Linked DNA regions of Mus musculus: region 1 is linked to region 2. Evidence: chromatin contacts called from public Hi-C data. All regions are on one chromosome and are shown on one strand. Each heading gives the region's core, a stretch centred on a gene start, on an enhancer-like site or on the middle of the called end of the contact. The rest is flanking DNA. Distances are from core to core; before and after follow the strand shown.

Region 1 (4,895 bases), core at 494-2,993, 250 kb after region 2:
TTCTTTTTTCTTTTTTCCCTAAACAAGCACTGTGTTTTGTTTATTTTGTATTCTCTAAAGCTGTTAAAAATTCTTTTAACTTGAATGAAACAACAACAAAGAGCCCTCCATTTATTTTGTAATCGGAATAATCAGTATTTTTCCCACTTTTGACTGGCATAGTTATTTTCCATAAAATGTTTCTAAAATACCTAGGTATTATCTTGGAAATCCTTTGTAGTCAGCTATGTAAAAACAATCTTTGAGCTTGTAGAATGCTACTTGCTTCTGTTGAGGGGGTCTGTTTGTTTGTTTCCTCTAACCAGTTTGGTAAACATTTGCTTACAGTTTCTGTGATCTGTTTTGCTTGTGGCCATTATTAGTTGCCTGTTATTCAGAAGAGGAAAGTAGGGGCTCTTCAGAGGGGGAAAGAACCATGAAAGGGCTGGCAGTGGTCAGAACTCACAGTAGCATTAGTGACTATCTGTGTGTGTGTCTGAGAAGCATTGGGAGACAGATGAGGCCTCCGATTTTAAGGGTGGGCTACTGATGATGGTGATGATACCAGAAGCAGCACCCCCACCACCAGGAGGGGAAATGATGTAATCCAGGGATCACCAGAGGCTAGTCCAAGAGTGTCCCTTCATGTCTGTGAACCTGTCAGTGTTTGGCCTGGTTGCCTGTCACAGAACCACTTCGTGCTGACTGGGGAGACTTACTGTGACTTGGTTTCCTGACAGATCAGTGTTAGGCCGTGATGCATGCCGTGGCTTTGCTCATCCATGGATCCACGGAGCAGAGTAGCTCAGAGCTCTCTGTGGTTGAGACAGAAGAAAATAATGGCTTACTCTTCCAGGGCCCTCGAAGTTTTGCAGTAACACCTGACTGTCCGGTTTGGGGAATTCTTGATATCCCATGTACATTTCTGAGTATTCTTTGAATGACTTACAAATTCAGAATTGTTTGTTAGTAAAGACTTAATTCTCTCAATAGCTTATTCAGGTTATTTAGTTACTACCTTTTTTTTGTCTTTAGGCTTTCTTAGTGTGCCTATACATACTAACAAATAGTATATTGACTGGCTAGGAGTGCTTTGAAAGGATACTCAGAGTTGAAATGGTACTTACCCTTAAAATCGCCACATGATTATGGTGTATCTCAGTAGCAGCAGTGATAAGGGTACTTTCATGTAGTTTTTAATTTGTTTTTAATTAAGCACTTTGAGTTAGATTATGCCCTCTTGAGGCTCTGTCCTGCCTGGGAGTTGGTAGTTTCTGCCATATGTTGTGTGCTGTTCAGACTCCAATCACATCAGTGGTGGCGTTGGTGTAGAGTAGTGGAGAACCAGCACCACTGTTCTGAGTTGTCTGAGCACATGGGTGCTAGCTACTTAATCTTCTGAACATCTATTTTGGCTTCATATTTATCCCCATTTTACAGGTGAGGAAACTGAGGAGAGAGAGAGAAGCCTTTTATTCAGTATGGTGGGATCTGGGATTTGTGCATGGAATTCTTGTTTTAGGGGTTTGAATTTTGACTTTCTTCTCATGGTTGCAACAATGTAACTGACAGGAAACAGTGGGTGTGGGTGTGGATACAAATGCCACTACTCAGCCCACTTTCCAATTTCTAGTCACCAGGACCCCCACCTATGGAATGGGATCCCCCACATTTAGTTCATCCTAGAGACTGCTTCATGCCCAAAGATTTCACTTTGTGGTCCCTCTCCTTCTCAAGTTGAGCCATCCTGCTGTGGTGGCATGTGGTCAGGAGACTTCTGCTTTCTCAAAGAGTGTTGGGCGGCACTGGGGCAAAGGGCATTTTCTGTTACCACAGTAGAATTACTGACTAATAAAGATATTTTGATATAATAGAGGGCCCCTTAGTTTTTGATTTGCTGGGTTGAAAGGGGTGGCTATTTCAGGTATTGTCGTTATAAGCAAGTTTTGTGTTTAACTTGAGGCTCATTTCCTTGCTTGCTCTCTCTAGATAACCTGGTTGTATTGGTGACAGTTGTACACAGTTTCTTTTTGTTGAACACAGTCCGCTTTTGAAATGTACTTTATAAAGATGATGTTGGATGACTTTGCCTAGCAAATACAGTTTTAAAAATACGCTGCTAAGTGAACACTTTGCCCTGAGTGTTTATGTCGTTGGGCGTTTCTTAAGTATCCTTTGGGGGCAGAGATAATGAAGCTGGTGAGTGGACACAGCAGCTGTGGTGTGAGCTGACGTGCCCAGCCTGGTGTGAGGAGCCCAGCGATCTGCAACTCTCCCGGGCACCATCAGTGGGTGTTCCTCTCACAGCCTACCTGCATCTCTTAGAATCCATCACGGGCCATGTCTTTATGCTGTATTTAGTGGCGTGATGGTCAGGAGCTTCCATCAGATCTGCCCCTCTCTCCCCTTTCTCTCCTGCACTCGCCCCAGCTGCTCTTTACTGTTCTTGTCCTTCATGGAGACCCACCACACACTCCTCAGTTACTGTCTGAAGTTGAGTGTTCACATTGTTTACCTGCTAAAATCGCTAACATTTGGTTCCTAGCGAGTACTTCTTACAGTTCACGAGAGAACAGTGGATCTAGATCCAGGCCTCTCCTATCCTCGTGCCCTGTTGGATTAAGACTACTCCACATCCCAGACCTTTTAGCTTCTGAACTTTTGGCAGCTTGATGATAAATTCATAAGGGCCCATGGACACCTGAGAGGAAGACAGTGGACAGTGGTGGCTCCCATTGCTGTAGCTAACAGTTCCAAGTGTACTGCCTGGGCGTTAACTTGGAATTGTGGGAGTCTAGTCACAATTCAGAAGAGTAACTGGAGACACTCTTCTCTTCTTGTCTTCTCTTCTCTTTTCTTTTTCTTTTCTTTCTTTCTTTCTTTTTTTTTTTTTTTTTTTAGACAGGCTCTCACTGTGTAACCCTCACTTGTCTTGGAACTTACTATGTAGCCCAGGCTGTCCTAAATATCACAGAGCTCTATCTGCCTCTTGCCTCCCATGTCCAGGGAGACAGTTTTATGCCACGGAAGATGAGTAGATGGGACTGTCTGTTCTCAGTGCTAAGCTTACTGAGGGTGTCTGCCTTATGCTCAGCATAGCTTAACAGTTAAATAGGCTAAAAGCAGAAACCTTACTCTAACTAATTGAGTTGTAATAGCGTATTTATGACTCAGGTCTTTAATTTTTAGTTGTTGCAGCTTATGTTTGTTAATGAACTACAAAAGTGCTAATTTATATGAGTGATTAATAATGCAGTTTAAAAATGGAATTCATCATTTTCCTCCTTTCTGTTGGAATGCAAATTTCATTTGTTGTTGGAAAGGTTGCATTAGGAGTTGTTGTACTTAAGAGTTGTTGCAGAAGTTAGTCACGTTTTCTTTTGTTTTCGTGAATGAGCATTGGAGCTGTTGAAAGTGACAGCTGGGGTTTTTGGGGTGCAGTGAAGCCCAGAAATGAGGTGCTGGCTTAGGTCATCACTGGGTACTGATTGGACCCTGTCTGCTCCCTAATTCTCACTGTCACTAGTGGGAGGGAGTAGCTGCTGTGAAAGCTCGTCAGTTTACCTCTACGCGTGACCTTCCCAGACCTTCTGTCTCCGCGGGCCAGGCCACGAGTTAAGTGTGTGGAAGGTAAGGCTCCTTTTGGAATTTTTCTTAGTTTCAGTTATTTTTCAAGTTGTACTCAGAGTCTAAGCCCATGAGGCTTTACAGTGGCTTATTATAAATAGATCTAATATGTAAAACCAAAAGCTTTTAAGAATAGAGTCTACTCTCACAGAGCCAAGCTGTACTATATTTGAGCTTTTGAATATGAAACTTAAATCCCATTAGCACTGAGTCTACATACCATGAGTAGTGAATAACTGAGGTCTGAGTTAGAGGTTAAACACATCACTAGGAGATGAACAAACACCAGGGTGGGTGGTAAACCAGTAGAGAGGGTGGGAAGGAAAGATGCAGTTGTGACAGTTTTTGTGGAGTAACTTGGTACAGCCCACTCTCCAGGGATGCCCTCCCCTCGTTGCCTACACCTGGAGGTCTACCCATGGGGAGTGAAAATGACAGCAGCTAGCTTAAGGAGTTGTCTGTCAGTCTAGAAAGCTCTCTACAGGACTCTCCATAGAAATGTATTGTCTCAGAAATACCAAGTGCTTGCTTCATACATACCTAGTGTTTAGCAGAAGTGCTAATGATACAAGGAAGGGAAAGCCCATAAGATCTCCACAAGTCCTAAGCATCTTAGATCTTGGTGTCTTCCAAGTTAAGTATTTGCTCAATTGTTGTCCCATATATAGCACACATGACAGCTTTTGCATTCAAGTAATTGATCAACAAAGCTGTTCGTGCTGTCAGCATTCAATGATTTTATTGGAACATCAGTTTTAGCATCAGACCTGGTCGCTAGCCTTGTTTTTTCTACCTCTTTTTTTTTTTTTTTTTTTTAAAGATTTGTTTATTATATCTAAGTACACTGTAGCTGTCTTCAGATGCACCAGAAGAGGGCGTCAGATCTCATCATGGGTGGTTGTGAGCCATCATGTGGTTGCTGGGATTTGAACTCAGGACCTTCGGAAGAGCAGTCGGTGCTCTTAACCACTGAGCCATCTCTCCAGCCCGTTTTTCTACTTCTTAATTGACTTTTATAAACGAGTTAAACTTTGTTAGTCCAGTTTTCTTAGCTGTTCTGTGGGGGCTAGAATATAACCCTGGTACTGTTTGGGAAAATCAGAGGAGACTCTGTACATGGCTGGTGTCCCTAGTGTGCCGAGTAAGAAGGTTCCTTTATAGCATTGTAAATTAAAAGAAAGCTTGCCTACCAGGCTAAGACTTGTACATACTCCAGCCTTCTCAGCAAGTCATTCTGGGTCTTTGTGATGTTTGGTGTAGTTTGTATCGCCAGGGAGTGTACGGAAGAA
Region 2 (4,823 bases), core at 1,363-3,862:
TCTGTGGCCAACACCAGGAGGCTGCCCCTCCTTTCCCTTCACCACCTCGCCTTTGTCATCTATCTTCCTTGCCTTCCAGTTCCCTGATGCTGTCAGGAACTGCAGTCACCCAGGGACCTTCTGAACTGGAGTGGGGAAAAAGCTGATGCGAATTTGCTTTTGCACACCTGAGTTTTCACACGGTTGTATGTAGACGCCAGATTAGTTCTTAGCCTCTGCTTGCTCGCCAGCCTCAAGACTCCCCCCCCCCCCCCCCCGTCTCCACTATTACATCACCTGCCAATCATTGGAGCATCCACATAGCCTATAAGACACACTTGTCCTGCTCCAAATGCTCCCACACAAAGCCCTCTGTGCGGTTTAGAACAAAGTGGATGGGGACAGCACCTACTGACACATCACCCCTACCCCCACCCTCCGTCACCCCAGTCATCGGACAGTCATAACTGTGCCTCATCTGGTAGTCTGGGAGAAATGAGCCACCACCTAGACCAGGTAGAAGTCAACAAAGTTGCCACATCAAGGTGCAAATGCCTTGGGGGCCTAGCTCGTGCTGCTTCGTGGGGGACAGCCGATAGACATGGTTGCCAGCGAAGCCGAGCTGAAGGGGATCTCTTACCTTGGCCAGGCCTGTTTTGAGGTGGGTCTGAGAGCACTAAGGTGGCTTTGGAGGGAGGAGATGAGTAGACTAGTCCCTGTTGAGACTTTCAAGTTTATATCTGACCCTCAAGGGAATTCTGATCATAGCTTCCAGATAGTTCTCCCAGGGCCACTACCGAATGAGAGCAACTCCATGGAAAAACTAAGGGCTAGACGGATCCTTTCCGGCCTCAGCCGCACAGAGACAGCTTTCCTCTGGCTTAAATGGACTTTCTTTGTAAAACGGGAGAGTCTGAGTTTTGGGTTTTAAGCTGATTTGCGTAGTGAAGCTTCCGGTGAAGCCCTAACCTGTCCCGTGGCCTCCTTGAATCCCAATCAAAGAGCAATGGGGACGGGGTGGTGGGGAAGCAGTGAAGGAAGCAGCGGGGTGCCGGGGCAAGACTAGAGACCGACCTTAAATGAACATGGGCAAGAGATGAAGGATGGGCACAGTGGGTCGTGAAGGACCCAAGAAGCAGGAATCTATGTCAGTGTCAGGAACCGCTCAAGTCCAGAATGCGCAAAGCCTTGAGAAACAGCAGCTGAGGGGAGATTAAAGTCGCAGAGTCTGAGAAACATCTTCAAGGAAAAGGTCCTGTGCATCCACGCAATGGCCCTGGGAGTGCGGATGGGAGTCATCACCCTCTGAGCTTGTAGGGACTTCCCAGTGGCAAAGCTGGGATTGGAGGTCATCTCCGTCCACATGTTAGGCTCTCCCTACCGCCGTGCATTATGTTCCATGTTCCATAGCTCAAAGGCTCTTTTTGAGTCTGGGTGAGAAGCAGGAGATGGAGGACCTGCCCTGGGAGGAGTGGGATGTTCCTATCTTTTCCTTCAGTGTTCACCAGGAAGCAAAACTATCCTCAAAGCACAGAACAAATGTCTCTGGGGGTGTGTCTTTAAAAAATTATTTTTTTTTTAGATTTTATTTATTTTTATTTTATGTGTATGAGTATTTGCCTGCATGTTATCTGTGTACCATGTGCATGCAGTACCCATGGAGGCCTCAAGGGGGCATACGATCTCCTGGCATTAGACAGTTGTGAGCTGTCATATGGGTGCTGGGAATCAAACCTGGATTCTCTAGAAGAGAGGCCAGTGCTCTTAACCACAGAGCCATCTTTCCAGCCCCACACCCCCATCCCCCACCCCCTTACCCCTCCTCGGCAAGTCTTTTGAGCACTCTGAGACATCCAAGGCTTGGCATAGATGTCTATTTCTTCCCCTACGACTTCCACAGCTCCATCAATCCAGAAATTACTGGCTTGGTGTCTCTGTTACTCACTAGTCTTAAGTTTCTTGGATGGAGGAGCCATGGTTCCTACTTCACGGAAACCCCACCCGCAGCACAGGCTGAATAGGAGTGTGCCAGCAATCATCGCTGTGAATCGGAAGCGATGCCACAAGAGACAGTGAAGTTATCCTGACTTAGCACACAAAGACAGAAGGTAGATTCTAGACTCCACGTGCCCTCTGGCTGACACTAGTCCCGGAGGTATTTGTGGTTATTTCAGAGGTTATCCTGAAGTCCAGAGGTGCACAGTGAACCCCACAACCCATGGCAGAAACTGTTGGATTTTCTAGGCCATGCTGAAAGCCCAGAAGAAGCTGACAGGAGACGATGCGCCTTTCCAATCCCCAGGCCTGCTTCTTGGGTAAGTTGTCACATTAAACATATGGGCATCTTACGAACAGTTTTACACTGCGGGTGATCTGGGGGAGAATATACCCTAGCAATGGAGAAACACACATTCAACTCTGTGCAGTTCAGTATGGTGGCCAGTCAGGACTCACTGTTGTGTTTGCCTGAGTACTGTCGGGAGAGTATTGGTTGAGGACTCTAAGATGATGTGGGGATGTGGGCATGAACCTCGATTTCCGGAAGGTTCTTCAGTTCCTCTCTTCTGGTTGGGAAGTCCCAGGCAGCCTTCTCATTTCTGTATGGAAAGAGCAGAAGTGAAAACTCTCTCATGCTCTTTCCTTATCGTTGCTTCACTGACGTCTTGTGTTGCCTATTTGTCCCTCAGTACTACTCAGGACAATGACATCTGCTCACTGACCCAGGCCATCACCCCTAGGACTGGCCTTGTGTTACTGGAGCCTCCGTACAGAACAGTGAGTGTCTCTGGAGAGAGTGTCCCTGGCTGTGGAGGACTATGTTTTCATGTGTGTGTGTGTGTGTGTGTGGTGTGTGTGTGTGTGTGTGTGTGTGTGAATACACATTTATGTGTGTGTTTGTGGAGGTCAGAAATTAAAATTGGTGTCTTCTTCAATTACTCATCTATTTATTCATTTATTTAGTGTGTGTGTATGTTTACACACATTTGTATACATATGCATGTGCATACATATGGGGGCCAGAGGTTGACATCAGCTGTTTTTCAGGATTGCTCTCCACACTAGACATTGAGGCAAGCTTTCTCACTTGAAGCCAGAGACTGCTGATTCAGCAAGCTCCATCAGCTATTTGTCTGGCAATCCTTGGTCTCTGCCGTGGAGTGCTGGGATTCCGTGGAGTGAAGGGCTGCTCTACCTGCCCAGGGTTTACACAGGTTCTAAGAGTCTGAGTCCTGGTCTTTTCTATTGTGCAGCAAGTGCACGGTAGCCAGCTTATTTTTCGACCTAAAGTCTTCCCCTAAACCAGGAACTCATTGATCCGTCTAGACTTGTTAGCCAGCAAGCCCCAGTGGTCATTCTGCTTCCCCAGTGCTGGGGAGCATAGATGTGCATCACTGATCCAGTCTTCTACATGGGTTCTGGGAAGCAAACGCAGGCCCTCACACTTGTGTGGCAGCTACTCTTCCATTGGAGCCATCTCCCCAGTCCCGAGGATTGTATTCTCTCATACCATTCAAGCAGGTCAGGAAGCAGGAATGGATGCAGAGGCCATGGAGGGATGTTACTTACTGGCTTGCTTCCCCCTGGCTTGCTCAGCTTGCTCTCCTATAGAACCCAAAACTACCAGCCCAGGGATAGCACCACCCACAATATGCCCTCTGCCCTTGATCACCAACTGAGAAAATGCCCCACAGCTGGATCTCATGGAGGCATTTCCCCAACTGAAGCTCCTTTCTCTGTGATAACTCCAGCCTGTGTCAAGTTGACACACAAAACCAACCAGTACAAGTAGGATCTCCGAGTCCTTCTCTGTCAGCGTCCCGTGTAATCCCCATGCCTTGGAGAGCTTGAGCAGGCTCTGAGCATCTGTTGCTTGAGCATGGTGACTGCTACCTTACTTTTTTGACTGCTTTGGCTCAGGCTACTCAGGGACATGAAAAGCATCGATTTACAACAAATGGGGACCAGTTGCGGGCAAACTGAGATGACTTCAAAGGGTTTTGATATCAGCAAAGAGTATTAATGTTTCAGGAGGACGCTAGCGACCTGAAAACAAGTCGGTGAGCAGCCCAGATCACATGTTCTGGAGACATCTCTAGACTCAGGCTTCCATCTTGGTGCGGTAAATAACACCCCAGGGAAAGATGAGAAAAAGAAGCAGGGTAAGTTCCCTCTGGGAATGTGAAAAGGCGCTACTGGAGCCAGATAAGCCTGCGCACAGCCTCTGATATAGCTATTGCTACAAAATAGCTATTACTCTGGCGATCTTGTTGCCTGACTGGCGTCCATGACCCGGTCAAGGTTGCATTGGAGAGAAGACATAGGGCAGGTGGATACAAAGAAACTTGGCTGGCAGAAGAGGCAGGAGAAACGGCTCCAGGAGGCATTGGCTCAGCCTCCATATTCCTGGGGACAGAGTAGGGGGGACGTACTCCTTCTTTTGAAACCTCAGTTTGACAACGTGGAAATGGAAAAGATGGGAGGAGGTGGAGCCTTCTTGTGCCTCCTCTGAGAGCATGGCAGCTATGCCAATGTTGCCCAGATGCCTTCTGCTTCTGTTATTGTTGGACAATCTGCGGGGGGGGGGGGGGGCTTGAGAGTTTAAAAGGAAAGAGTTGCTGTTGTTCAAGCTCACTCTTGGGAAGAAGAAAATATAACTTTGGTTCATTTCCTGCTGTTATCCTGAACTTTGTCTGATGGTCACATCTAAGTTGTAAAGGCATCTGGGTGATGTAGCCCTTAATTGGCTCAAATTCTACAACCACGGAACTACGACGGGGAAAAGATGTACCAGGAGACAGCTCCTGTCACAGTTAGCTTCAGCCATCAACTTGCTACAAACCCAC

The links. Hi-C and Micro-C count contacts between places; a contact is called where the count stands out from the background.
Region 1: a Hi-C map of bone marrow-derived macrophages shows a contact between it and region 2, with 28 read pairs. The contact joins two enhancer-like sites. A contact is called at or near these places in 6 of 484 Hi-C or Micro-C datasets (Th1 cells, bone marrow-derived macrophages and embryonic stem cells), 13 of 115 datasets of contacts at active chromatin or transcription factors (craniofacial prominence, embryonic basal ganglia, embryonic forebrain and 8 more) and 2 of 9 other capture datasets (adipose tissue and liver).

The regions. Positions count from the first base shown.
Region 1 is chr14:76,427,303-76,432,197 of GRCm38.p6, forward strand. The region is part of intron 1 of Tsc22d1 (TSC22 domain family, member 1); the gene reads left to right. Among named protein-coding and RNA genes, the nearest start is that of Tsc22d1, 14 kb to the left of the region's middle. Within about 2 kb of position 1,744, at least 33 of the 459 cell types and tissues checked have an H3K27ac peak or open chromatin away from gene starts, as enhancers often do. A contact at or near this core is called in adipose tissue and bone marrow-derived macrophages, where this site is marked.
Region 2 is chr14:76,176,994-76,181,816 of GRCm38.p6, forward strand. Gm36534 (a long non-coding RNA gene) reads left to right here. Exons shown (of 3, transcript XR_874833.2): 2 at 2,224-2,294. Among named protein-coding and RNA genes, the nearest start is that of Gm36534, 15 kb to the left of the region's middle. Within about 2 kb of position 2,613, at least 31 of the 459 cell types and tissues checked have an H3K27ac peak or open chromatin away from gene starts, as enhancers often do. A contact at or near this core is called in adipose tissue and bone marrow-derived macrophages, where this site is marked.